Linked DNA regions of Mus musculus: regions 2, 3, 4, 5, 6 and 7 are each linked to region 1. Evidence: chromatin contacts called from public Hi-C and promoter capture Hi-C data. All regions are on one chromosome and are shown on one strand. Each heading gives the region's core, a stretch centred on a gene start, on an enhancer-like site or on the middle of the called end of the contact. The rest is flanking DNA. Distances are from core to core; before and after follow the strand shown. Region 1 holds the start of Ugp2 (UDP-glucose pyrophosphorylase 2). Region 2 holds the start of Usp34 (ubiquitin specific peptidase 34). Region 3 holds the start of Cct4 (chaperonin containing Tcp1, subunit 4 (delta)). Region 4 holds the start of B3gnt2 (UDP-GlcNAc:betaGal beta-1,3-N-acetylglucosaminyltransferase 2). Region 5 holds the start of Spred2 (sprouty-related EVH1 domain containing 2). Region 6 holds the start of Actr2 (ARP2 actin-related protein 2). Region 7 holds the start of Cep68 (centrosomal protein 68).

The links. Promoter capture Hi-C pulls out the DNA fragments that hold promoters and counts their contacts. Hi-C and Micro-C count contacts between places; a contact is called where the count stands out from the background. Capture Hi-C pulls out chosen DNA fragments and counts their contacts.
Region 2: a Hi-C map of cardiomyocytes shows a contact between it and region 1, with 7 times the contacts expected there. The contact joins the promoter of Usp34 here to the promoter of Ugp2 in region 1. A contact is called at or near these places in 1 of 484 Hi-C or Micro-C datasets (cardiomyocytes) and 1 of 9 other capture datasets (liver).
Region 3: a promoter capture Hi-C map of the 3T3-L1 cell line shows a contact between it and region 1, with 5 times the contacts expected there. The contact joins the promoter of Cct4 here to the promoter of Ugp2 in region 1. A contact is called at or near these places in 8 of 39 promoter capture datasets (the 3T3-L1 cell line, the C10 cell line, cranial neural crest and 3 more), 1 of 115 datasets of contacts at active chromatin or transcription factors (astrocytes) and 2 of 9 other capture datasets (adipose tissue and liver).
Region 4: a promoter capture Hi-C map of liver shows a contact between it and region 1, with 2.5 times the contacts expected there. The contact joins the promoter of B3gnt2 here to the promoter of Ugp2 in region 1. A contact is called at or near these places in 2 of 39 promoter capture datasets (hippocampal neurons and liver) and 1 of 115 datasets of contacts at active chromatin or transcription factors (astrocytes).
Region 5: a contact with region 1 is called in a promoter capture Hi-C map of liver, with 2.6 times the contacts expected there. The contact joins the promoter of Spred2 here to the promoter of Ugp2 in region 1. A contact is called at or near these places in 1 of 39 promoter capture datasets (pre-B cells), 3 of 115 datasets of contacts at active chromatin or transcription factors (astrocytes, pancreatic cancer cells and thymic regulatory T cells) and 1 of 9 other capture datasets (liver).
Region 6: a contact with region 1 is called in a promoter capture Hi-C map of pre-B cells, with 4 times the contacts expected there. The contact joins the promoter of Actr2 here to the promoter of Ugp2 in region 1. A contact is called at or near these places in 2 of 39 promoter capture datasets (hippocampal neurons and pre-B cells), 1 of 115 datasets of contacts at active chromatin or transcription factors (memory CD8 T cells) and 2 of 9 other capture datasets (adipose tissue and liver).
Region 7: a contact with region 1 is called in a promoter capture Hi-C map of pre-B cells, with 3 times the contacts expected there. The contact joins the promoter of Cep68 here to the promoter of Ugp2 in region 1. A contact is called at or near these places in 3 of 39 promoter capture datasets (the C10 cell line, hippocampal neurons and pre-B cells), 3 of 115 datasets of contacts at active chromatin or transcription factors (double positive thymocytes, large pre-B cells and pro-B cells) and 1 of 9 other capture datasets (liver).

The regions. Positions count from the first base shown.
Region 1 is chr11:21,368,847-21,372,095 of GRCm38.p6, reverse strand. Ugp2 (UDP-glucose pyrophosphorylase 2) reads left to right here and starts at 1,467. Exons shown (of 10, transcript NM_139297.6): 1 at 1,467-1,909. The coding sequence starts at 1,891.
Region 2 is chr11:23,305,315-23,308,563 of GRCm38.p6, reverse strand. It overlaps Usp34 (ubiquitin specific peptidase 34), which reads right to left and starts at 1,669. Exons shown (of 80, transcript NM_001190401.2): 1 at 1,548-1,669. The coding sequence starts at 1,590.
Region 3 is chr11:22,989,023-22,992,271 of GRCm38.p6, reverse strand. It overlaps Cct4 (chaperonin containing Tcp1, subunit 4 (delta)), which reads right to left and starts at 1,679. Exons shown (of 14, transcript NM_009837.1): 1 at 1,392-1,679. The coding sequence starts at 1,518.
Region 4 is chr11:22,857,978-22,861,226 of GRCm38.p6, reverse strand. It overlaps B3gnt2 (UDP-GlcNAc:betaGal beta-1,3-N-acetylglucosaminyltransferase 2), which reads left to right and starts at 1,492. Exons shown (of 2, transcript NM_016888.5): 1 at 1,492-1,733.
Region 5 is chr11:19,922,956-19,926,204 of GRCm38.p6, reverse strand. Spred2 (sprouty-related EVH1 domain containing 2) reads right to left here and starts at 1,763. Exons shown (of 6, transcript NM_033523.4): 1 at 1,249-1,763. The coding sequence starts at 1,274.
Region 6 is chr11:20,111,305-20,114,553 of GRCm38.p6, reverse strand. Actr2 (ARP2 actin-related protein 2) reads left to right here and starts at 1,603. Exons shown (of 9, transcript NM_146243.2): 1 at 1,603-1,749. The coding sequence starts at 1,702.
Region 7 is chr11:20,247,712-20,250,960 of GRCm38.p6, reverse strand. It overlaps Cep68 (centrosomal protein 68), which reads left to right and starts at 1,537. Exons shown (of 7, transcript NM_172260.3): 1 at 1,537-1,654.

The DNA of each region.
Region 1 (3,249 bases), core at 218-2,717:
GAGAATAATTTAGAAATTCTCATTTACCTTGGCTGAATAATGTTGTACATTTCAAACCCTTCTGGAAGTGCTTGGTTACAGAACTGACAAACCAAGTAGGGTAACGCGAGAATGTTAAAGAAGACAGGCAGTCTTACAGGCTTAAATGGTTGGCAAGACTAGCTGTGATTGGGCACACCTCAGGGAGTCCCCAGACGGGTGCCAACGTTCTGGCTTTTAACTTCATCTTTCTTTTGGAGACTTCAAGATCTATCATCAGCATCTTAAGGATAATAAGTCATTTTCACTTTGGCTAGAAAAGTAAACGCCCAATTCCAGCACAAACGTGCCCAGGAGTGGGATTCGAGGCAAGGCGAATAGTGATGGCTCTTTCTGGAGAGCCTTTATTTGGCATTCCCTTCGACGCCCCCAGGCCCTCCTCCTGTTGGTGAGCCACACACATCCCATCCCTTTACTTGATTCTGAAAAGGTTGCCTTAACCCTCCTCAAACCCTAATTGGTGGCAGAGCCTTTGGGTCCTCTTGAGAAGAGCCTGGTGTCCCTGAGGAAGGGGAGTTCAAGGTTTCCTCAACGGGCAAATTCTGGTGGAGTGCAAACACAAGCACACGCTTCGGTTTTCTCACACGCTCGTGGCATCTGCAAACAGCAAGCAGAGACAGACGTGCTTGGCACCGTGCTGCTGCCTGTGCAGCTCCCACGCGTGGGATTCCCGCCTTCGCTTCTGCGCCCGCCTCCCTCGGGCCTCGAACGCCCCGCCCCCTGCCACCTCCGCGTGTCTCATTGGCCAGGTCCTTAGGCAAACTTCGGCTCCGGACTGGCGGCTGTGCCTGTCGCTCTGAGCAGTAGGGACATTTCCGCATTGGGAGGGGGGAAGGAGGGGGAGGGGAGGTGTGTGGCGAAAGTGGGGGCTCCGGTGTCCGGAGGCGGCGGGCTGGAGGGTCAGGGGCTGCGCACGCTGGCGCCAGGCTCCAGGTGTTTGCGTGTGACGGGAGCGGAGGGGAGGTCGCCTCGGCCACGCTCGTGCAGCGTGCGAGACCTGATTCCAGGCCCCCAACTTCTCAGCCCTCGAGGGAATAGGAAGGTGGGTGTCGCTTAAGGGGCGGGCCGGGCTCCGAGCGACCTCCTTGTGGGGTCCTGCTCCGAAAGGCGTGGCCGGGGGCCGACAGTGGGGCGTGGAAGAGTAGGGGGCGGGCGGGCGGGCGGGCGAGGGCGTGTCAGGGAGGGCCAGGCCTCCCGGGGGGTCTGGGCGGCCAGGCCCGGGGGGCAGGGAGGGGGCGAGCCGGGCCCTGGTGTGGAGCGGCTGCGTAGGGGAGGGCGGCCAGTGGAGGCCGCGGGCAGCTGTCTGCCCGAGTGCGGAATTCGCAGCATCTCCGAGTCCCGGCTATTTATGGGCTGGAGAAAAGGTTGCGTTGCCCCTTCGCCGGCCTCCCCGCCTCCCGATCTACACGGGGCGCCAGCAGCTCGCCGCTGGACGGCCGCCGGCGAGGGGCCTCGGGGTGCGGCCGGGGGCCTGCGGCAGTCCTGCCCTAGAGGGCGTGGAGACCGGAGGGCGGTGAAGCGGCTCTAGGTCCGCCTCTCCATTGATGAAATTTAAGTTCGTCTGGTTTTACCTTTTCCGGAGTCTCCAGTCGTCCCCTGTTGGTGTCGGGATCGCTGAGTAGCCTGGAGTTCCCTCCCAAGCTGAGTCGGTCCCACCAAGTTTTCCGTCTTCAGGATTTTTCTTTTTAAAGACTAGTTTTGATTTTTTTTCCCCCCGAATTCTTCTTTAAGTAGTTAAACATCGGAGGAGAAAGAACACTTCGGTTGCAGGGAAGGGAGAGAGACCTTCCTTACAACGTAGATTCTAGAAATTGAAAATTATAAGCCAGATTATTTTAATAAGATCCTAAAATGTCGAGATTTGTACAAGGTAAGACATTTTGCTTTCTGTCTCTTGGCTGCTTCGTCCGATTTTGAATATTGGTAGTCTCTAAGTAAGTGGGTAGTTTGTAACTGGAAGTGTTCATTTGTGATACCGTTTGCCAGACCTTTTTGGTTAAATTGGTATTTAAGCTGCTTTGCGCCACTTATTGGGTTGGCATTTCATATACGTGTTTGTATGCCTCTGCGCCCTGCAGGGGTTATTTCTACCTTCTAAAATCAGTTTTAATAGTATTCTGACATCGTGGATAGTAATTGTAAAAATCAAAACAGGATTTTTGACTGCTGATTAATTCTTGTTCCCTTCTTGCACTCGATGATAAGTTAGTTATCTTTGTGGGACAAGGAAACCCAGAGGGCTAGGGACAGGCAGATGCGTTTGTCAAGACTAGTAGGAAGCTCTCCACTTCTTTTCTGTGTGTACGTGGATTGAGTCTCAGAGTAATTTATTGCGAAATCAGTAGTTTGTAGACACTGGAGGTCATACCAGTCAGAGAAATGACTTTGCTGCAGTGCTCTTAGCTTTTTCTTTTTTAATATAGAAAGATTATGCTTTCTTTAAATTTGAAAATTACCATTCAAATCTGTATATGTGTAAATAATGCATTTAGCAAATACCCCTCAACCAAGCTGTAGTATTGCAATTGGGTGCTGCCTTAAACTTCTGTCACAAAACTGTATAGAGTTTGCCTATAAGAAGCCTTTCCTTCCAGACCCCAGTGTGTGAAAGCTTCAGCCATCTTGCTTAATACATGCAGTAAAGTTTGCAACCGCTTCACGTGATCCTCAGTGACTGTCCATGCACCTTTCCCCTTTCCTTTTAAAGTTATGCTAGGGATGTCCATCATTTGACCCTGGAAATGAAAATGCCATACAGGCTTATGCCCCACTTTACTAACTCTTAAGTTTTTCATATTAGATTAAAGGAATCTGCCTTCATTATTATGGAAACAGATGGGACCGTTATGCCTGTCTGCCTTCAGCACTAAGCTCAGAAATGTCATTTTGCCATTATGTTTGAAGTTGGTGTTACAGTTGACATGAAGCTAGAGGTTTCTAAATCGAGAAGACACAGGTGGCTGTGGACATTGCTACCCACTTTTTAAAAGCCCATTATTTTAAAGTACTTCTACAGTTTTCAAAATACTGCACAAGTGTCAAAATGAAGAAATTAACGTGTTTGCATTAACTAAGCTATAAGCTCAGTCTGATTCCTATCTCCATGATGCAATTCAAGACGACACATTTGATTTAAGCAGGCAGTTTTGTACAAAAAGATGATACTCCAAATATGTTTAACTCAGTCCTGGAATGTATCATTGCGCCATT
Region 2 (3,249 bases), core at 420-2,919, 1.9 Mb before region 1:
AGATGGCTCAGTGTAGTTAAGAGCACTTGCTGCTCTTCCAGAGGACCTGGGTTCAGTTCTCAGCACCTACATGGGGCAGCTCACATCTGGGGCAGCTCACATCTGCTGCAACTCCAGCTCCAGGGGACCTGATGCTTACTTGGGCAGCTGCACTCACAGGAATATATCTGTAAACAGACACACACATACCTACAGAATCTTTAAATCACTTCTCCCAAACTATTTTTCCTAAAGTATACTAAACAATTAAGTACTTTCAAGTTGGAGAACAGAGAGTCACAATCATCAATGTATTTCTAAGATACAAAATGTTTTACTGAAATAAGTACTAAGGAACTATGTTTACCATATCACTTCTACCAAGAATGAAATTTATGTCAAAATAGGAATAACCTTATAAAATACTAGGAAAATGTAGGATGACACAGATATGGGAAAATGTAGTTTGAATATATACAAAACACCTACTTTAATCTGTCAGGAACTAAATACATAGCTGAAAATAAATTATAAACCTTTTAGCCATTAAAGTGAAACTCAAGCACATAATAAAGTAAAAATTAAGCAACCAAAAGGGAATTACAATCTACAAATAGACTTTTTAAATGAATGAATTAAAAGGAATAAGTAGTTTCGAAATCTGTCAAAATATCACACTGAATATAAATTCCAATACCTCAAATGAATATTTGTCACAAATCAAGTTTGTGTAAATTATCTTTTCATCTAAACCACCTCTGGGCCCACAAGTGGCTGACGTGCAATATTCCCTGTTTCTTAAGCAGAAATGCAATCTTGCAAGGCCAAAAATAAAATATGTAATACAATAATAAAGAATAAGGAGTAAGGCCTCTCATTTTCAGAGACAGACCATGACTAACTCGGGGTGGTTGTCGTTGGTAGAGATCTCCTTATAATAGACTTTACTACTTAAACGACGAATGGTACTAAAGAAATACTATCACCTTTATTTTTAATTAAGGTAAGACGGTTCCAATCATCACTATTGCAGTTCAATTTCTGCTATTTAAGGGCTGGCAGATGGATTGAATACACCCACACACCCTCAAGGGATGGAAAAATCACCACCCTTCTCCCACGGACTTTAACGAAAATTAGCAGGTAAGCGAGGCCTCCCCAGCACGCTGGAAATCAAAGAGGGCGGCCCTGAGGCTCGGACTGCAGAGCAAAGCCTAGTCCTCCGACCCCACCTCCCCACACCTTCCTCGAAGGGGGAAAGGGGCGGAAGGGCTCATTAGTGCCTTCATTAATTGACACCTGTAATGAGGAAACTTTCCGAGACCGCCCAAGCCGGACCCGGCCGGGGCTGCGCCGCGGCCTCTCGGGCGCCCAGGTAACCCGGCGGCCTGGGCCCGAGGCGCCGCGACGGCCGCCGCCACCACGCACCTTCCCGGGCACACAGGCCCGTACGCCGGGCCGGCCCGGTCGCCGCAGCCCGCAGGCCGGGAAGGCAGGCAAGGCGGGAGAGCACAGCCCAGGGACCCCCAAACCGTGCACCCCGACGGGTCCCCTACCCGGCGACTTACTTTCATTTAACACCTCCACCAGGTCTGCGCAGTTCTCGCACATCGTTCGGCCGCCGCCCCCCCCTCCCCCGCTTAGGATCGCGCTGACTGATCCCGACCGGCGGGGGGGAGGGGACGGAGGCAGGGGAGGGGGCCGGCCTGCCGGCGGGGCGGGGAAGCGACGAGGGCGGGCGGCGGCGGCGAGGACGGGGCGGGGAGCCGCGGGTGGGGGAGGGGGCCGGCGGGCCCGGGAGCGGGAGCGGGCGGGGGCGAGGAGGGGGGCGAGGGGAGCGCAGGCCTCAGGGGCGCCTAGGCGCCGGCGGCGGGGGAAGGGGGAAGGACGGGGGAGGGGAGAGGGAGGGGTGGGTGGGGAGAGAAGCAGCAGAGTCACTTCACCACCGACCAGACGCCGCGGCCACCGCCGCCGCCGCCGCCATTTTAATGGAGCGCTCGGGCTGCGCTCGGCTCTTTCCGCCCAGGCGAAGGAGCCGAAGAGAGGCGCCTCGCGCACTCATTCCTCCGCCCTCCTCGCTGCCCCCGCCCTCCGCCTCTCTCCGCACACACGCCGCACGCCCTGCCGGAGCCGCTGGCCGCCCTCCCTTTCCTCTTCCGTCCGGCCTCCCCGCCCTCGGTCCACCCCCTGTGCGCGCTCGCCCTCCCCGCCCAGCCGGATCTCTGTCAGCGGCCGGAAGGGGAGCGCGCCGCCCGCCGCCGCGGGGGGAGGCGGGTGAGTGGAAGATGGCGGAGGCTGCGGGCGGGTCGCGGGTACGCGGCCTCTCCCGCCCCTACGGGCTCCGCGCTCCGGGAGACTCGGCCGGAGCCGCGACGGATGGCCCGCCCCGTCCCCTGCCGCGGCGCGGCGCCTCCTGATCTCCCGCACCCCCGAGGGGAAGCGGTGAAGTTTGCCTGTCCTTCGGGTACTTTGAGGGTGGAGACGGCCGCGGGTCAGCAGATGCTGGCAACGCCGCGGCTCGCTCCCCACCTGGCTTCGGGAGAATGGAACAGCCCAGGGCGCGTCTTAACCTGAATCCCTGTTTATCTCAGCCGTGCGGTTCTGTGAGGCTCATGGATCCTCAGCAGTGAAACACCTTGACAGGACTAGAAATGGCGCGGTTGAGAAACCGTGACACCTCGTTTTTACGCACGAGGTCTTACAACGTGTGTGTCTACCCATTCATTCTTCATCGGAAACGCTCTATTAGGCTTTTTCATCAGAGAGAGACAGCGAGAGCTAGTACCGTGAGGAACGAAGCCTGGCGTGATGGTTTACGACAGTACTTCCTAAATGCAGGCAGGAGGGTTGCTCCGAGTTCGAAGGCAGCCTGAGCGACTTTTATAACCCCATTTGCCCAGTGCCAAAAGAAATGGAGCCAGGAGTGGAAAACAAGTGAAAGGGACACCCAACTTAAGTTTGGTATTGCATTAAGAACTAGAAGCTCGGGCTGGTGAGATGGCTCAGTGGGTAAGAGCACCCGACTGCTCTTTCGAAGGTCCGAAGTTCAAATCCCAGCAACCACATGGTGGCTCACAACCACCCGTAATGAGATCTGATGCCCTCTTCTGGTGCGTCTGAAGACAGCTACAGTGTACTTACATATATAATAAATAAATAAATCTTAAAAAAAAAAAAAAAAAAAAAAAAGAACTAGAAGCTCAGAAAGATGGCTCAGCAATAAGAGCACTTGAAACTCTTGCGGAGGATCCAGATTCAATTCCCAGCACC
Region 3 (3,249 bases), core at 430-2,929, 1.6 Mb before region 1:
AAGTCAGTTAAAACGGAGTTGTAGGCAAGTCTATAGGGAATGTTCTTGACTAGAGATTGAGGGGGAAGGGCTCAATCCTTTGTGGGTGGGTCCATCCCCGGGCTAGTGGTCCTGGGTTCATAAGAAAGCAGGTTGAGGGGCTGAAGGGATGGCTCAGCAGATGGATAAAAGATGGCTGCTCTTCCAGAGGCCCTGAGATCAACTCCCAGCACCCACAACCACATATAAACACAGTTCTATGGGATCCAATGCCTTCTGGTGTACAAATATACATACAGACAAAACACCCATATACATAAATTAATAACTAAATCCACATAACCTGTGTTTTCACAATAATAGAAACCCTAGCTAAGATGGTTGCCTGAAGTAAACTCATTTCTTAATAGAGTGTACACTCTCTTGGTCACTCATCTGACTCTAGAATTCATCTTTCAACATCCCAATGACTCCACTACCACAAACGTAATTAATGAACTCAATAAACTTCCAGGTGTCAGGTATTCACTCCAAACTTCCAAAAGACTCTCACATGGAGCACCTGGTCAGCTTGGCGTCTCCAACTCCTTAAGGCCCATCCTGCGCACACACCTCACAGCACCAACACATTCCAGTCACCTGGACTGGTGACTGCAGTACTTGTCAGGTTTACTTCATACACTTTCACATTTAATCCTCCCAGCAACCCTGCAAATCAACTGTCACCTCACCCAACTTACAGCTGCACTGCGAAGTCAAGAGTTTCTTGGATCCTAGGACCTTCAGAAGATAAAACAACACCCCGTCCACTTCCCAAATCATGCATCTTTGTCTCCAACCCAAATAAACCCTGGCAGTATCTCTTAAGGCTTTGTTGCTTTAGACGTCAGACGCGTCAAATAGCACATACTGAGAATAAAACTCGGCCTGTCTGGTTTTCACCACGTGCTTTTACAACCCTATGTCGCCCACCTGCCAGTTTAAGGGAATTTATAGTGACTATCCGATTAGTACTACGGAGCCAAAGAACGTTCATAAGTTAAATGAACTTTTTTTGAAAATGTTGAAAAAGTAAAATGAATTTTATTTGAAAGCTCAAAATACTGTGTCGTCTACCACTAGGTTTGATAAACAGCCAAGCTTTAGTTCTTAAGAGTCAGATCTCAAGGATCATTGCTTTCAGTATTTTAAACGGCTGTCTGCGCCAATGTGACCAACACCGCCCATGCCTGCAGGAGACGAACTAAGGAGCTCGGCGTCCCACAATGGGGCGTGTCCGAGGCCTCCACGCTCCGAGTGCTTAGCAGAAAGCTGCAAACGAGACCACCTTGAAGGAACACAACCCACCCAGGGCCAAGGTCACAGCGAGGCTGGGCCGTTCCGCCGGAGGCGGGCCGGCGACCGGGTGATACCTTTGGCCGCGGAAATATTGCTGAAGCGGATCTGGGCTGGCTTGTCGCGGTCCTGGTAGGCGCTTTTCCCGCGGCTGCCGGGCCCGGCGGTGGGCGCCCCGCTTCGGGAAGCTACGTTCTCCGGCATGGCGACCTTGGTGGCGTCTGCGCGGGTTCAGGAGGACGGATGGACACGGATTCCGGCTTGCTGTGGAGTAACGGTCTCCCTGACCGCCTCCTCCACGAACCTTCCAGAAAGCGACGCCGGGAGAGAAGGCGGAAGCCGAGCAAGGGGCCTGCTGGAGAGCCGGCGCGGGTGTGACGTCAGGGGCTGTCTGCCGCACGCCGGCTGCGCAGCTTGCGCGCGGAGATGTGGCTACGGACTGTCCACCCCTCCCTGTGCCTGAGATGGAGCGGGAGGTTTTATAGGCGTGGCTGTGGCCGTTCTAGATGGACCCGAGCCTTTAGCTTCTGCTAGTGCTGTTGAGGAAGCTGTGACAGCTCTGGCTTTGTTCCGGAGTGGGTGTGGTGCAACCGGCCTTTTACGGACATCCATGTCTAAATTCCAAATTCTATTCCTAGTTTATTCACTTTGTAAAGGTGTTGGAGGAGAGATGTGCCATGAATAGTTTCCTCCCTTTTGTATATATTTTGACTGCCTAGGGATTTAAATACACTAGTTAGACGGCACAGAATCGTAATAGTTGTGGGGCGGTGACTGCCTATCAAATCCAGTCTGCCTTCTAGTTAAGACCTCTTCCATAAACATAACCACTGACTCTTAGGGAACATAAACATTCTAATAACTGATTAATAGTTATCTGCTGAGCAAAGTGTGAAATCTTTACACTCTTTACCCCCCCCACCCCACCCCCACACTAATCCTCATAATCCCATGAAATAGGTGTCATCGTCTAGACTTAAAGGATGATGAAGCTAAAGCCCAAGGTCAACCAGTAAGGCAGTGGAAGCCAGTACAGAGCCAGGACTCTGTCCTTAGGTAAACTTCCAAGGTTTCTATAATCATGATCATTGACCACCAGAGTTTATATAGGTAATACTCATTCAGTGGTAGTTCACAGTTAATAATTGAGAGCCATAAGGTGCCAGATGCCTGCGGTAGGTTAACGAACAATTGTTTCATGGACTTAGTCCTGTAATTATGAGAAGCATTTACATTCATTCACTCTATTAAGACTAAGATGAACTTTTCAAGCCTCCCCTTGGGGGACACGTCTTTTTCAAAGACCAGTTTACCCCTCCCTCGAAGCACACAAATATTCTATGGTTGTTGAGACAGCTGACTTATATGAAGAGAACAGGTACTGGTACTGTGGTGATTTGAGATGTCTCCCCTAGTTTTAGACATTCAAATACTTGGTCCCCAGTGGGTAGCTCTGATTGGAGAAGCTTAGGAGGTGTAGCCTTGCTGGAGTAAGTATATCACTGGAGGCTGAGTTTGTTTCAAAAGCTACCAGCCAGTTTGTGCTCTGCTTCCTCTTCACAATATGAGATGTGAGCTCTCCCTTCTCCATGCCTACCTGTTGTGAAGCTTCCCTGCTGTGCTTCCCAGTGATCATGAAGTCCTAGAACCATAAAACCCCTCAAAACTCTTCCCTCTATAAATTGCCTTCCTTGTGGTTGTGGTGTGTTTTTTGTTTGTTTGTTTGTTTTTGTTATAAGGTTTCACTGTGTAGCTTTGACTGTCCTGAAACTAACTCTCTGTAGACCTCAAACTCCCAGTGATCCTCCTGCCTCTGCCTCCCAAAAAGTTTGGACTAAAGGCTGGTGAGACCACCACCCGGCATGGTCATGGAGTTTTATCACAGCAACAGAGAAATAACTAACGCAAGTACTCTGACTTCTCCTGCTCTTAAAA
Region 4 (3,249 bases), core at 243-2,742, 1.5 Mb before region 1:
ATAAATATAATCGTGGGAAAAAATTCCTCAGAGTCAAGAAAAGCATACAATTTCTCTTCCTTTCTTGTTCAGAGTGACAGTGGTTAACAGTTTATGTGAACATATAAAAATCCAAGTTGTTGTTGTTGTTTGGGAACGTAGTGACAAACATAAGAACAGATCGGTCTGCAGATTGTCAATCTTAACATTTCCAGAACCACTGACTCAGAATTCCTTCTTGTGGATGACCGTACACACGTGGCTCTGCGCTCAACCCAAACAACTCGCACTTACTTCTTTCTGCGGCTGTAAGTAAGACTTCGTGGTCTTGGTCGAGCTGGCTGAAATTCAATCTCCAGCGCTCGAAAGTCAATGGCATCCCTTTGACTAACTCCATCTGACAGCCTTCTGAAAAAAAAAAAAAAAAAAAAAAAAAGCAAACAGGTGTAGAGTGTTAACTTCTCAGTGTGATTATCTCCAGAGGGTCGACCGAAGGCCTTAGCAATAAGAATGGAGGGGAGAGGAAGCAGCTTCCAAGCGCGTCCCAGGTTGTGGGGACCAGGCTCTAGGTTCGGTGTTGAGGGCGTGCCGACTCGGCCGGCCCACCCAGCTCTACAAACTAGAGCAACTTCTCCATCCGGTCTCCCCGGCTTTTTCCTGGGCCTCACCTTGGCACGTAGCGCTCTGGGGAGCCTGGGGAGGCGCTGGGTTGGGGGTGGGGGACCGTTCCGGGTCCCGCGTGATCCATGCTTGGGTGTGGTTGGTGCTCAGTCCAGCGGCATCACGGGGGTTCAGCGTTCAGATGTCTTGCTAAGCCCAACTTCTGAAGTCGCCGAGCGAACTCCGCACCCAGCGCCTCCCGCATCTTGCATTCTTGACTTCCTGAGACCCGAGTGGAACCACGTGGAGACCTCATCGTGTCTTTGATGGCTTCATAACCTGAAGGTCCGAAGAGGCCAGATAGGCACCACCCTCAGGCCTTGGGCATCTATCTAGGTGGCTGCCGCTACTATGTACGCTGAGAGCAAAGGTCAGGTGCACTTGGGTTTCCCTCTTCTCACCTCCCCTCGTGGATCCCGCTCACAAGCCACTCGGAGCCGTCTAGACTTAGCTACATGCCAGTGCTGGCTGGCAAATTCTCACCAAGCGCCACGCCCTGGTAGCTGAAGAGTTTACACTAGACCCTGGATCTCAGCAGGGTTTGGGACTCAAGTCTCAGCTGTTTTTCTGGGGGAGGCTACTTCCTGGCGGAGCGGGGGAGACTGTAATCTTTGGACACCGCGCGCTCCAGTGAAGCCTTAGGTTTTCTCAGTGCTACGAGGGGCGGAGAGCTCGGGAAGGGCCCGGGGGCGCAGTCCCAGCGGGACCTGGGCGCCAACTGGCGGGAGGGTTCGAGTTCGGCCTTTCCCAAACTTGGGCCACGGGGCGGGAGCGCGGCCTTCCCGGCGGTGACGCGCGCGGTGGCGCGGCGTGTGATTGGAGAATCGGGCGGGGGCGGGACCGAAGGGACGCGGCAGGGGGCGGCGGTGCCAGGAGCCGGGGCCGAGAGTAAGGCTCAGCGGCCGCCGCGGCAACAAGTGCTGGAGCTGAGGCGAGCCGGAGCCGCCCAGACCCCGCCGGGCCGCCCGTCCGCGCATTGCGCATGGAGCGAGAGCGGCGGCGGTCGCGGGGCTGAGCCGCAAGAGCGGCTGGGACGTGGATGCGGCCGCGGTCTTCCGCCCCGCCCCGCCGAGCTGGAGGTGTCCCTAGACAAGGTAGGGCCGGGTGGGTGGGCACCGGCCCTGCATCCCCGCCCCGCCGCGCTAGTTCCGGCCGGTGTGGGCGCCCCGCGCTCTCGCCGCTCTTCTGTGGCTCCTGCGTTGTCTGCGCATACGTTCCATCGGGTTCCCCTCACCGCTCCCAGTCTCACTTTCCTGGCCTCCGCACATCATTTCCCTGGCCTCCTCACCTCCCGGATATCCTCACCGGTCTCCGTTCTCCTGTCCGGCTTCCTCACCTCCTGGTCCTTCTCCCCTCCTTTACAGCCTCCTCACCTTCTCCCCAGTCTCCCGGCCTCCACCTCCTTCCTGACCTTCTCACCTGCTCGACCTCCGCTCTTCCTGCACCCACAGGGAGAGGGCAGCGACACCCTGAGCCGCGCTGTACCCCGCGCACGAGGTGCGGGCCTGGGCGGCGGGGGAGCGTCGCGGGCGGTGTTCTGCCCCGCCCGCGCACTGCGCTGGTCTAGGGTGCCGCAGGGGCAGATCAGGTGTTTGTGAGCCGCTGGCTGCCGCTTTTCACCCCCATCCGCTGGCACTGTTATCTTCGGGTCCCCAAAGACTGGTTTCTGTGAAACTTCAGGAGAACCTTTCGCGTTGACCTCTAAAAAATATTCCACGCCGCCCGCGTTGAATGATTAACTAGACTCAGGACTGCCTGGGGAGCTGGCCCTGCGACTGGCAGGTGGGCGCACCTGAGGGGCTGGGACCCTTCTGGGGACGTAACACCTAGCACCTGCTCAAATGCACTCGCCTAGGGTCCTCTGAGCTCCCGGGTCTTGTGTGGGAAGGAAGCTCTGAAGACTCCTCTCTAGTGTCATAGTGCGTGCGAGGTCATCTTGAAAAGTAATGCACACTTGGGTAACCTGGGCTGGCCCCATGTTCGCTCCTGCCCCAAATACAGGGTGGCTGGCCTTCGCTCCCCTGCCCACTGTGGTCTCCCAACTTGACTGCTTCAAACGATTAAACCTGTTCTTCTGCCCCCTCCGCTCCCCGCCAAGCCGTAGCTTTTTCCAGGTTTCGAAGCCAATGGGTGAAAATGGGCTTCGTGTTATTACAGGTTCTTCCAGGGTACTTCTTTGTGCCTCGGAAAGTGATGGGATGGTTAATGAGAGGGCCACTGGACCTGAGTGGAGCTAGGAGGGCGGGACCGGGGCCCAGCCGTAGCGCACTTCTGTGGGGTTTGGACCGCGCACTTGATAGGGGACCGGCTCAGGGGCAGGCCGGTCACTTCCCTCCTGTTCTAGTCCAACTTCTGTTTCTTTTGAATAGAGATTATGAAAGCTGATGGAACCCCGGGGAGTTTTTACGCCGGTCCTAGAGCTCTTTATACGGTTAGGTTTTAAGACCAAAGAAGTGTGCGGGAGCCCTGTAGAACTCGCCCGAATAATTTCCGGCCTTTGCAGTGTGTACAGATATGTTTATCAGCAGATCTGCTTGGAACTCCTTTCTCGGCGTAGAATACTGCTTTCCCCACTCAGGACTCAGCCTGCCGTTCTTAATTTAGTGTTTT
Region 5 (3,249 bases), core at 514-3,013, 1.4 Mb after region 1:
GCAAAAGACCCAGGGTTTGGGAGCTAGTCTCCAGCCACTCCCGCTCCACCTCTCCAGGTCCCCCTCCCCTCAGCGTCCCCGAGACTGCGGACCCATTCTGGAGTCCAAGCAGGCGCCGCTGCTACCTTGGCTAATGGCAGCACTGAATGAAAGGAGCCGAGGCAGGCTCAGGATTTATGAATGTGCAAGGGAGGAGGGATATCATGTGACAATAAAGGAGAACGTCTTATTCACAAAAAAAAAAAAAAAAAAAAAAAAAAAAGTGGTGAGCGAATACAGCCACTGAACAGCAGTCTCAGAGCCGGGCACGGCTAGGACCCCTGGCTAAGTACCCGCTGGGGCCCACGGGCAGCCCCGCCCCCAGCTCCCCGAGAGGGAAACGCCTCGAACACTACTAGAGCGGAGATCCAAACCTAAGTGCGACTTAGGCGGGAAGCAGCTGCCACTTGGCCCAGAGACGGTGACAAGCCCGGGTCTCCCCGAGGGGCGAGCACAAGCACCTCTGACTAAGCACCGAGAGCTTTGTTCCCCTCGGGCCTGCGGGCCGGGCACACGCACGGGCACGCGCTCTCCCTCACATACATGCCAGGAGCGCGCTTCCCCGCACGCTCTCCCGCCCTCGCTGCACACGCTTCGGATCCGCCCCCAGTGCTGCCCCGACACCGCGGGGCGCGTGTGCCGGCCCACACGCGCGTGCACACACTCACGCGCGCCGGGACTCGGCAGGCTGCTCCCGCGCTCTGGCCGCTGCGAGGACCCGGGCGCACTGACCCTGTGCCGAGCCCGACTGGCCCTCCCCCAACTCCTCCGTGTTTTTATGAATGAAAATGTGGTATGCAAATGAGAGCGATTCAAGAAAACGAAATGGCGGAGCCCGGGCCCCAGAGGGCTCCGGAGAGGGCTATGGGAGGGCAGCAGTGCCAGGAGTCACAAAGTCACCATGCACACAGACCCATCGACCCCGGGATGCCCCGCGTGGAGGGCGTCAGAGCTTCCGCTCCCGCAGCCCGAGGACCGCCCCGAGGTCATTTGCGCGCCCTTGGCCCGGGCTGCGACCTGGACTTGCAGACCCCAGGCGGTTTCTGCCGTCTCCCCCAGCCAAGTCAAGAGCCTCGCGCATAGCCCCGACAGCTCAGCCAGCGGCTGCACCCCAGGCCAAGTTCCTCCGACGAGTCCCCTCCTGCGTCCTTGGCGGCGGCCCCCACACCACCCCTCCGGGCACCCGCGTCCCACCCGCGGCTAACTTACTCGTCCGGGTGTGTTTCTTCGGTCATTTTCTTGTTCACCTAGACGCCTGTCCCGCGGCATGCAGCCTGGCTCCCTTCATCTTCCTGTGCGCTCGCCCCCCTTCTTCACATCTCCGACATCTCCTGATTTGGTGGTGGAGGGGGGGAGCTAGAGATGAAGGGGGCGCCGAGGCAGGCGGGGAAATGGAGAGCCCCGAGATCAGGGCGAGGTCTGGGAAGGGGCACACCAGGCAGCGGACGCCGTGGGCCGGCCGGGCACGGCCCCGGGGCTCTGAGGGGGTGCAGAGGCGAGATTTGGGAAGGGGACCCGGAGGGGGAGAGCAGCAGAAAAACAAGCACGCTCCGGGCGGCGGGCGGGCAGTCGGCTGCGCTGGGGCCGGGCCGGGGTCGCCCCCGGGGACCGGGCCAATCAGGGTTCCGGGTAGTGCTCGGCGGCCGGGGGAGATGCGCCTGGGAGGCGGTGCAGGGCGCCCCGTCCGAGCCCCATCTCGCCACTCCACCGATTTACTCCATATTGGATTCTCAGCGCCGCCAACAGGAGGAGGAAGTAGGGCGGAAGCGATGACGTCTTCCCAGCGGCCAGAGGTGGTGGAGTGCAAAAAGCTTCCTACTTGCGACCAAAATAAAAGAGAGAGAGGAGAGAGAGAGGAAAAAAACACACTCACAAAACACTTTGTCCCGCCTACTGAGCGTGCCCCTCTTCTACTCCCCCTCCCGCTAGCTTCCAGTCAGGGAGGAGCCTCGGAACAGCATGGTTGGCACTGCGTTTGTCAGGATCCGAATCCTTGTCTCCGGTGCTCCGGGTTTTAGGAAGCCCAAGAGGGAGGAGGCGGGAGCCGAAGACAAGAGCACATCTGGCTCCCGTTTTGTCCCTCCCTCCTTCCAAACCTTCGGATTAAAAATCAAGGGGGGAGGTGGCGGAGGGCGGAGATGGGGAGGAGTTTAGATGTTGCCAGAGAGTTTGGGTTTGGAGAAACACTGCGGGGTGGGGGTTGGGGGCAGTGCAGGTGGCCTCCGCTGGCCTCCACACGATGGGATTACTGTCATGCAACACCATGCCCACCTAGAGCGGGCATATTTTTAAAAATATGTACGCAGAAAACAAAAGGCAAACAGCCATAAAACTTTGGCATTGCAGGCAGAGATGAAGTTTAAAGGTAACACCAAAGTAAATTATCCAGTCTGTGAATAACGTTTCTTGTCTCCAGCTCTTAGAAGTCTACTCTTAGTTTACTGGGTCACAGATTACTACCTTTGATGGGGTTTGGCCAAAGAGAGACCCAGGAACTCATTACTCCACCCCCGACCCGTCTTCCCTTCCCTTCCCTTCCCTTCCCTTCCCTTCCCTTCCCTTCCCTTCCCTTCCCTTCCCTTCCCTTCCCTTCCCTTCCCTTTCCTTCCCTTCCCTTCCTTTTTCTCTCTTTCTTTCTTTCTCTCTCTCTCTCTCTCTCTCTCTCTCTCTCCCTCTCTCTCTCCCTCCCTCCCTCCCTCCCTCCCTCCCCCCCCCTCTCTCTCTCTTTCTTTCCTTCCTTCTTTCTTTTTGAATGTGCGGGGGCAGAAGGAGGATGCATCCATGCATGTCAGCACCATTTGTGGGCAGAGAGGAGAGGCTGTTGGATCTCCTGGAACTGGTTGCTAGCCTCTGTGTAGGTCCTAGGAATTAAACCACAGTCTTATGGAAGATCTTAACTGCGAGCCATCTCTTCATACCTCTCTTTAAATTATTTTTCCTACCATGGCCTAGGACCTGCCTGAGGTTTTCTGAGAGGACCTATGCACCATCTAGACAACGAGCAGGATTGCACCCAGGGCTCAACTTGTGGATTTGCCTGGAATCTGAATTTGCGATATTAAAATCCATTTCAATTTTTGAAGGGGGCACCATGTTTTCACTTGACATGGATGACACCAATTACAGAGTCACTGGGTATTTCCTGAGGTCTTGCCATGGAATAAGGGACAGGGATTATGTCCTCAAGACTAATAGACATTTCTGTTCTCC
Region 6 (3,249 bases), core at 354-2,853, 1.3 Mb after region 1:
GAAATATAAAAGTACAGTTGTTACAAAGTAAATGCAGACTTCAAAGACAGAAAAAGCCACAACCCAAACCAAAATTTAAATGCTTGAAATTGGCATCATAAACAAGCTCTCTCCTGACTTGTATTGTGGCAGTCGGAATGCCCCCAGAAAACTGTGCCAAAGAGTTTAGAAAAAAAATGTACAATAAAAGCAAATACACTCGAAGCCGGGCGTGGTAGCGCACGCCTTTAATCCCAGCACTTGGGAGGCAGAGGCAGGCGGATTTCTGAGTTCGAGGCCAGCCTGGTCTACAAAGTGAGTTCCAGGACAGCCAGGGCTATACAGAGAAACCCTGTCTCGAAAAACAAAAAAAAACCAACCAAACAAACAAAAGCAAACAAACAAAAAAGAATAAGTTTCTGTTTCTTAGGTCTGATGTAAACTGCAAAACAAGTTTTCAGCCTAGCTAAACTTGGGATTCACATGACATATACTCTGACCCTTGACTCTTCCCTTTCACTGTATCTAACAATTCGCTCACATCTCGCCCATAAAACGGACCTCAAGCGACCGGCAGCGGTGAGACAGGTGGTTGGCCAGTCCTGGTGTACCCCAAAATTGCTCCAATTGGACAATCATGGATTTGGTCTTTTTAACTTAATATTCTTAGTTTTAACACAAGGATAGACAATGCGACCCTGTCTCAGAAAACAAAACTAAACTAAAATTAAAGGAAAGAGTTTTGTTCTTTGTTTTCGAGAAAGGGTTTCTTTGTTGTAGCCTTGGCTGTCTTAGAACTAGCTCTGTAAATAGACCAGGCTGGCCAGGAATTCACAGAAATCCAACTGCCTCTACTTGTGTGCTGGGATTGAAAGCAAGTTCACCACTATGCGCTAAGTGAAAGCATTATCTTTCTTTTTTGACAGGGTTTCACTTTATAGCTCTGGCTGACCTGAAACTTGCTATGTAGACCAGGCTGGCCTCCAACTTAGAAATCCGTCTGCTTCTGCCTCCCAAGTGCTGGGATTAAAGGCGAACGCCAACAGTGCCCGGGTGCATATTCAATTTCTTAAAGAGGTGCGTGTAACACTTGTCCCTGTTTCCAAGGGAGGTTACAGAGGACCTCAATTTTAAAGTCTGCATTTGGCAACATGGTGAGTTCCTGTTTGAGAAAATCAAAGAGGGAAGTGGTGAAGCAGAAAGAAACGAAAGCATCCCGCCAGGCTCCTAGGGCTGCATGCAACTGGAGGTGTGGAATAAACCGGAGGTTTGAAACTTGTAGGTGTATCCACCCAGGCCTAGGAGCAATGACACATCATGCCTCGGGACCTCCAGGTGGCTTTCGGTCTTCCTAGCCGGCTGCTCCACCCTTCTCCACTGCCGTCCCGCCACACACCCTCCGGCCTTCACCTGCCTGCCTCCTGTACAGCCGGCCCGGCCGCGCCCTAGGTCCCGAGACAACTTGGTCAGAGCCGCCGCCCCACCAGCCAAGCGCAGCCCCGGAAGCAGAACGAGGCGAGAGGGCGCGCCCGGGTCCGCGCCGGACAGCTCTCATTGGCCTTCTCGGCTGCCAGTCCCCGCTCTTCTTTTCTCTCTCTGCACCGCCCTCTTGGAACGGCTGCCGGGCGGGGACTTCCGGTTTGGGCGGAGCGGCGGGCCGAGGGCGGGGCCGTGTGGAGGAGGAAGCAGGCCAGGCCGGGCGGCGGCTCACCAGGACGAACCATGGACAGCCAGGGCAGGAAGGTGGTGGTGTGCGACAACGGCACTGGGGTAAGGCCCGGCGGGGCGGCCGCGTGTGTGTGCGGGGTGCGCGCGGGCCCCTCGGCTGCGCGGCTGGGCTTCGGGGGCGCGGGCAGGCGCGCGGGCGGGCGAGCTCTCGGGGGGCGCCGGCCGGCCCGGAGCCGGTGGCCCGGAGCTAGGCTACCCGCGCTGCACCCGAAGGCGGCGGAACCTGTCCCCGCGCGCTCGCAAGCATCCGCCGGCGTGCCGAGAGATGGGTCTAGACGGTGAGAGGCCCTGTCCCTCGGTGGCGAGGAGGTCTCCATTTCCGAGGCTCGCCTGTGTTCGTCCATACAAGACCTAGCGGCCTTCCTCTTCCTGTGTAGCGAAAGATGCCGAATGCGAGGCAGGAAACGGGTTCCGCAGAGAAAAGAGGAAGTGCTGTCAGGCCCCGGGCCGCGGCTGGAGTCTGCCCCGGGAGAGCGTGTGGGCTGTCCTTGTCGTCTGTGGTTTTGAGAGAGGGGGATGGTCAGCAGCTCCTGCTTCACCTCTTGCTTTGCATGCCGCCCTATTATAGACCTAGGACCTCTCAAGTAAATTCTAGTGGGAAGTTGGATCATTTCTGGTTCCTCCTCTGCTTCATTTTTTTTTTCTGTTAAGTACAGGATAGACACGTTAGTCTTGAAGATGCTAAAAATGTCAAAATAAGCCTAAAGTTCTGATTCAGAAAACTCGTTGCAACTGGTTTCTTTCTATCCCCAGTTAAAAGGGTGGAGCATCAAAGTTCCAGTTTTGAAGATGCAACTGTTTCTGACTCCTTTAGCGATTTGCAACATTTTGTGACTTTTCTCCTCTCTGCCACAGAGACGACACACAAATTAAAATAGATTTTACTTGAATTACACCTTTGAAGCCAGATTGTTGAAAGGGGAAGGAGCTGGTATTCACTGCCATTATAGTGCCCTTGGTTGAATTTGTTACAAACTTTGACAATTATTGTACTAGCTTCATTTAAGCTAAATCTGGGCTAGAATAGGATAGGTAACAATACAAAGGGACATCCATACCACTGCTGTGGTAACAGCCCTAAGATTCAGTAACTTAAAGGTTTTTAAGCAACCCCATTTATGTGCTCATTAGAGATATTTATATTTGCAGACTTCATGAAGGGATACATAAAATGCATCTCATTTTTTGAGATAAAGGATAAAGCAGTGAGGGAAATGGTACAATTTTATAAAGCTTCTAAATTATCAGGAAAAAGGTTTTTAAAGCAAAGCCTGTATTGTTACACTATATTTAAGCTAAATTATAAATGCTAAACTTTTCAGAAATTCTTATAAAAGTACTTATTAAAAAAAAAAAGTATCTTACTACCAAAGAGACGTCTCAGCAGTTAGGAGCACTGGTTGTTCTTGCTGAGAACCCAAGTTTGATGCCTAACATCTGTGTGGCAGCTCACAGCTATTCTGTAATTCTAGTTCAAGTGTATTCAGTGCTCTTTTCTGGCCTCTGTGGGTACTAGGCATACATGTGATACATATACAAACA
Region 7 (3,249 bases), core at 288-2,787, 1.1 Mb after region 1:
GCTCCCCAAGCTCAGGACTTGAAATCCTACCAATCCTCATCCTGGAAATCTCTGTCCTGAAAAGCCCCACCCACTAAGAAACCCTATATAAGCCCTGCTCTTTGTTCAATTCCCTGCTCTCTGCTCCTGGAGCGGAGGTGGCCACCCCTGGATTCATCCCTCCACATTTTGGACCCTCCAATAAATATCTTTTATGAGCTTTGCTGCCTGGTGGTACTCTCTCATCAGAAGCCAAGAAGCAATGAAGAGAAGGAAAGAACAGGAGTGGGGCTGAGCTGGGGATACCCTCCCCCTGGGAGCTGCAACACCTCAGTTAGGAGGCTTCCTCTTAGAGCAGTGTGGTTCCTGGGCTTCTGTGTTTCAGGACGCCCTTCCAACTGAGCAAGAACACTTAGAGAAGGCCGCTGGGCCAAAGTCAAAGAAGAGTACAGAACACATCTGGTTGAGACCATCCAGGTGCTCAATCGCATTACCATATTTACTGCTAAATGACTTCATACGTCCTTTATTTATTTTTTCCTTTAAACAAGTAACTGGATACACGCTGGTAAATGCTACCTACCTATTTGACACATTTCGGTTCTGAATTCCTTTTTAACTTTTTCCTTCTGGGTTGAAGAGAGAATTCAAGGCCTTGCATATAACAATACACTTTTACTTTAAAACACCCAGTATGGGGAAGACTGGGACAAAATCAGGAGTTCAAATTCAGCCTGGGATACGATGAAATTTACACTCACTCTCTCTCTCTCTCTCTCTCTCTCTCTCTCTCTCTCTCTCTCTCTCTCTCCACACACACACACACACACACACACACACACACACACACACACAAAACAAAGCCAAATAAAAAGCTGGGCATGATAGGGTTTGCCTGTACTCCCTGCACTGGGGAAGCCGAGGCAGAAGGAGCACTATGGCCAGGCAGGCCAGCCTGGCAGTTAAGTTTGTGGTCTTAGGTTGGATTAAGTCTCTGTCGTGTTAAGATCAGTCCAGCTCCTTCTCTAAACTTCACAGGCCCAGAACACTGTGGAAGTCCCTTCTCCCACTACTGGTGAGACAGGCTGGGCCTCCTGAGCCTCAGAGTCTCAGGACGGTGGCGAGGGGCCGGGGGTGGGGGGAGGGAGGGAGCTCGACCCACACCTGGTCCCCTCGCCCAACTTCTGCCCGATGCCCAGATTCGGACATGCCCTGGGGGTTCCACACAACGCAAAAGGGGAGCACCAAGCCTGGAACCACCCTCCCAGCCGCGGAGAGCACGTCGACCCAAACACCGCAAGCCTTCGATCCGCGGAGAGCGCGCCTTGCTATCCGCGTGGGCCTGCGTGGACGCCAGGACCGCGAACACCCAGCTGGCACGCGCGTCCGGACAGCGGAGAAAGAAGCTCCGGCCACCCATAGGCCAGGGTCCTGCAGGGGGCGGGTTCCCATGGCAGATACGAGCTGTGGATTGGTGAAGCATCCGAACGGAGAGTTTGGATTGGTTGCTTCATGGGGCGTCCTCCGCGGAGAAGCGGCAAGGGCGGAGGGCGTGGCGGGCGCCTGGCCCTCCCTCCCCAGGAGTGCGGGCGCCCGCGGGAGGCCCCGTCGTCGCCGCCTGGGACCCTGGCCCAGCTACGCGGGTCGCTCGGGACGTGCGGCGGTGTGGAGTGAGGTAAAAAGGCTGTGGCCGGCTCGAGTGTCGCGGCGCCAAGACTCGAGTCGGGGCATTCCCCTCGTGCCCGGGGCTCCGCGTGGGGGACCCTGGGGGAGGCCCGCGGCCTGGAGGGCACAAAGGCTGGCCGCGATGGGGGCGCCTCGCGCGTTCGCCTCCATCTTGCGGACCGTGCCGGGTGGAGGCGAGCGGAGGGGCAGGCTGTGGAGGGCCAGCGCGGCCTGCAGAGCGCGTGGGGCCGCACCTCTGGCAGCCCCATGCAGCTGTGCGCGCGTCGACCTTGGTCGCGGAGAACCGGCGGGTCACAGCCACAGCCGCTCGCGTCTGGACGGCTGCTGCTTCCATGGCCCAGTGAACGCATCCGGAGGAGGAAAGCAAAGCGGCGCACTTTTTATCTCTAAGATCTACCCTTGTCATCTGTCACCTGTTAGCCAGTCTCAGCAGCCCGGGAGCACATGCCCCAAACTTAGTAATTTTATAATTACCATGTTTTATTCAATTAAAAATTAAAAAAATAATAATAAAAGCTAAAAACTCCCAGTGCCCGAGCAGAGTAGACCTTACTGGGAATTGATGGGGTCCGAGACAAGGAAAGAGGTAGTCTGGTATACAGCTTGCGACACTTTTTGCTTTGGGCTTGGTTCAAATACAAGCCACTACTCACCTAGTTCTCTCCAGCGGACTGGGTTAAATTCTGGATCACTTAGGAACAGTGGGTGTAAGGGAACCCAGCTTCACATCATCACAGAAGCTTTTAAAAACTTTTTCCCTACCCCCACAACTGAAAAACATACCCTTCTCTGGGCAGCCCATATGGGCCTGGGTTGGCAATGAAGTGGTTTCCCCGCCCCCTAACAGGATGAAAGGTCTGTAAGGGAAGGAAACCAAAAGAAAACAAGAACAAGTGAAGCCCAACGTTGAGGGAACCGGAACTTTTAAAAGCCTTTAAGTTGTTGGATTATTTTTACAGGTTAAGGAAGCAGCTGGGCTCTCTGAATCAATTCAGACTTTAGTCCCTTTCATACTACTAATTCAGGATAAATTCACGTGTGCCTTAGTTCTCTCATCTATAAAGTGGAATTTAGGCCCCAGCACGACAGGACAAAAAAACATGGCTAGGAAGAGTAATAGTGCCAATTCCAAGGTTTATAAAATACCTAAGATAAGAAGAAATACTTAGACCTACCAGAGCACTCGGGAGAGAGAGGCAGGTGGATCTCTGAGACTGAGCTATATAAACACAGAGACCTGTCTTAAGATGCCCCACCCACCCACCCACCCAGGTACCACTACCAAATATCTGTATAACTCTTGCTTCTTCTGGTGTCTGTCTTTCTGTCTTGAGGCCATCCCTCAAACCTTTTGTGATTGCTGCTCTGACCCCAGAGAGTATTCTTAGATTTATGCTTTTAAAGTCCTTACCCTGTTGTGGCAGGAAGAGGCTCTGAAAATATGTACCAGGCCTTGGGCCACCACTGCCCACCCCTCTGTCAGGGCAGTACCACTACACCACCACTATCCACCCACATGACCACAAAGTTGAAATTTCTTAAAAATTTTAATTTTTTGAACATTTCATATAGGGGCTGGAGAGC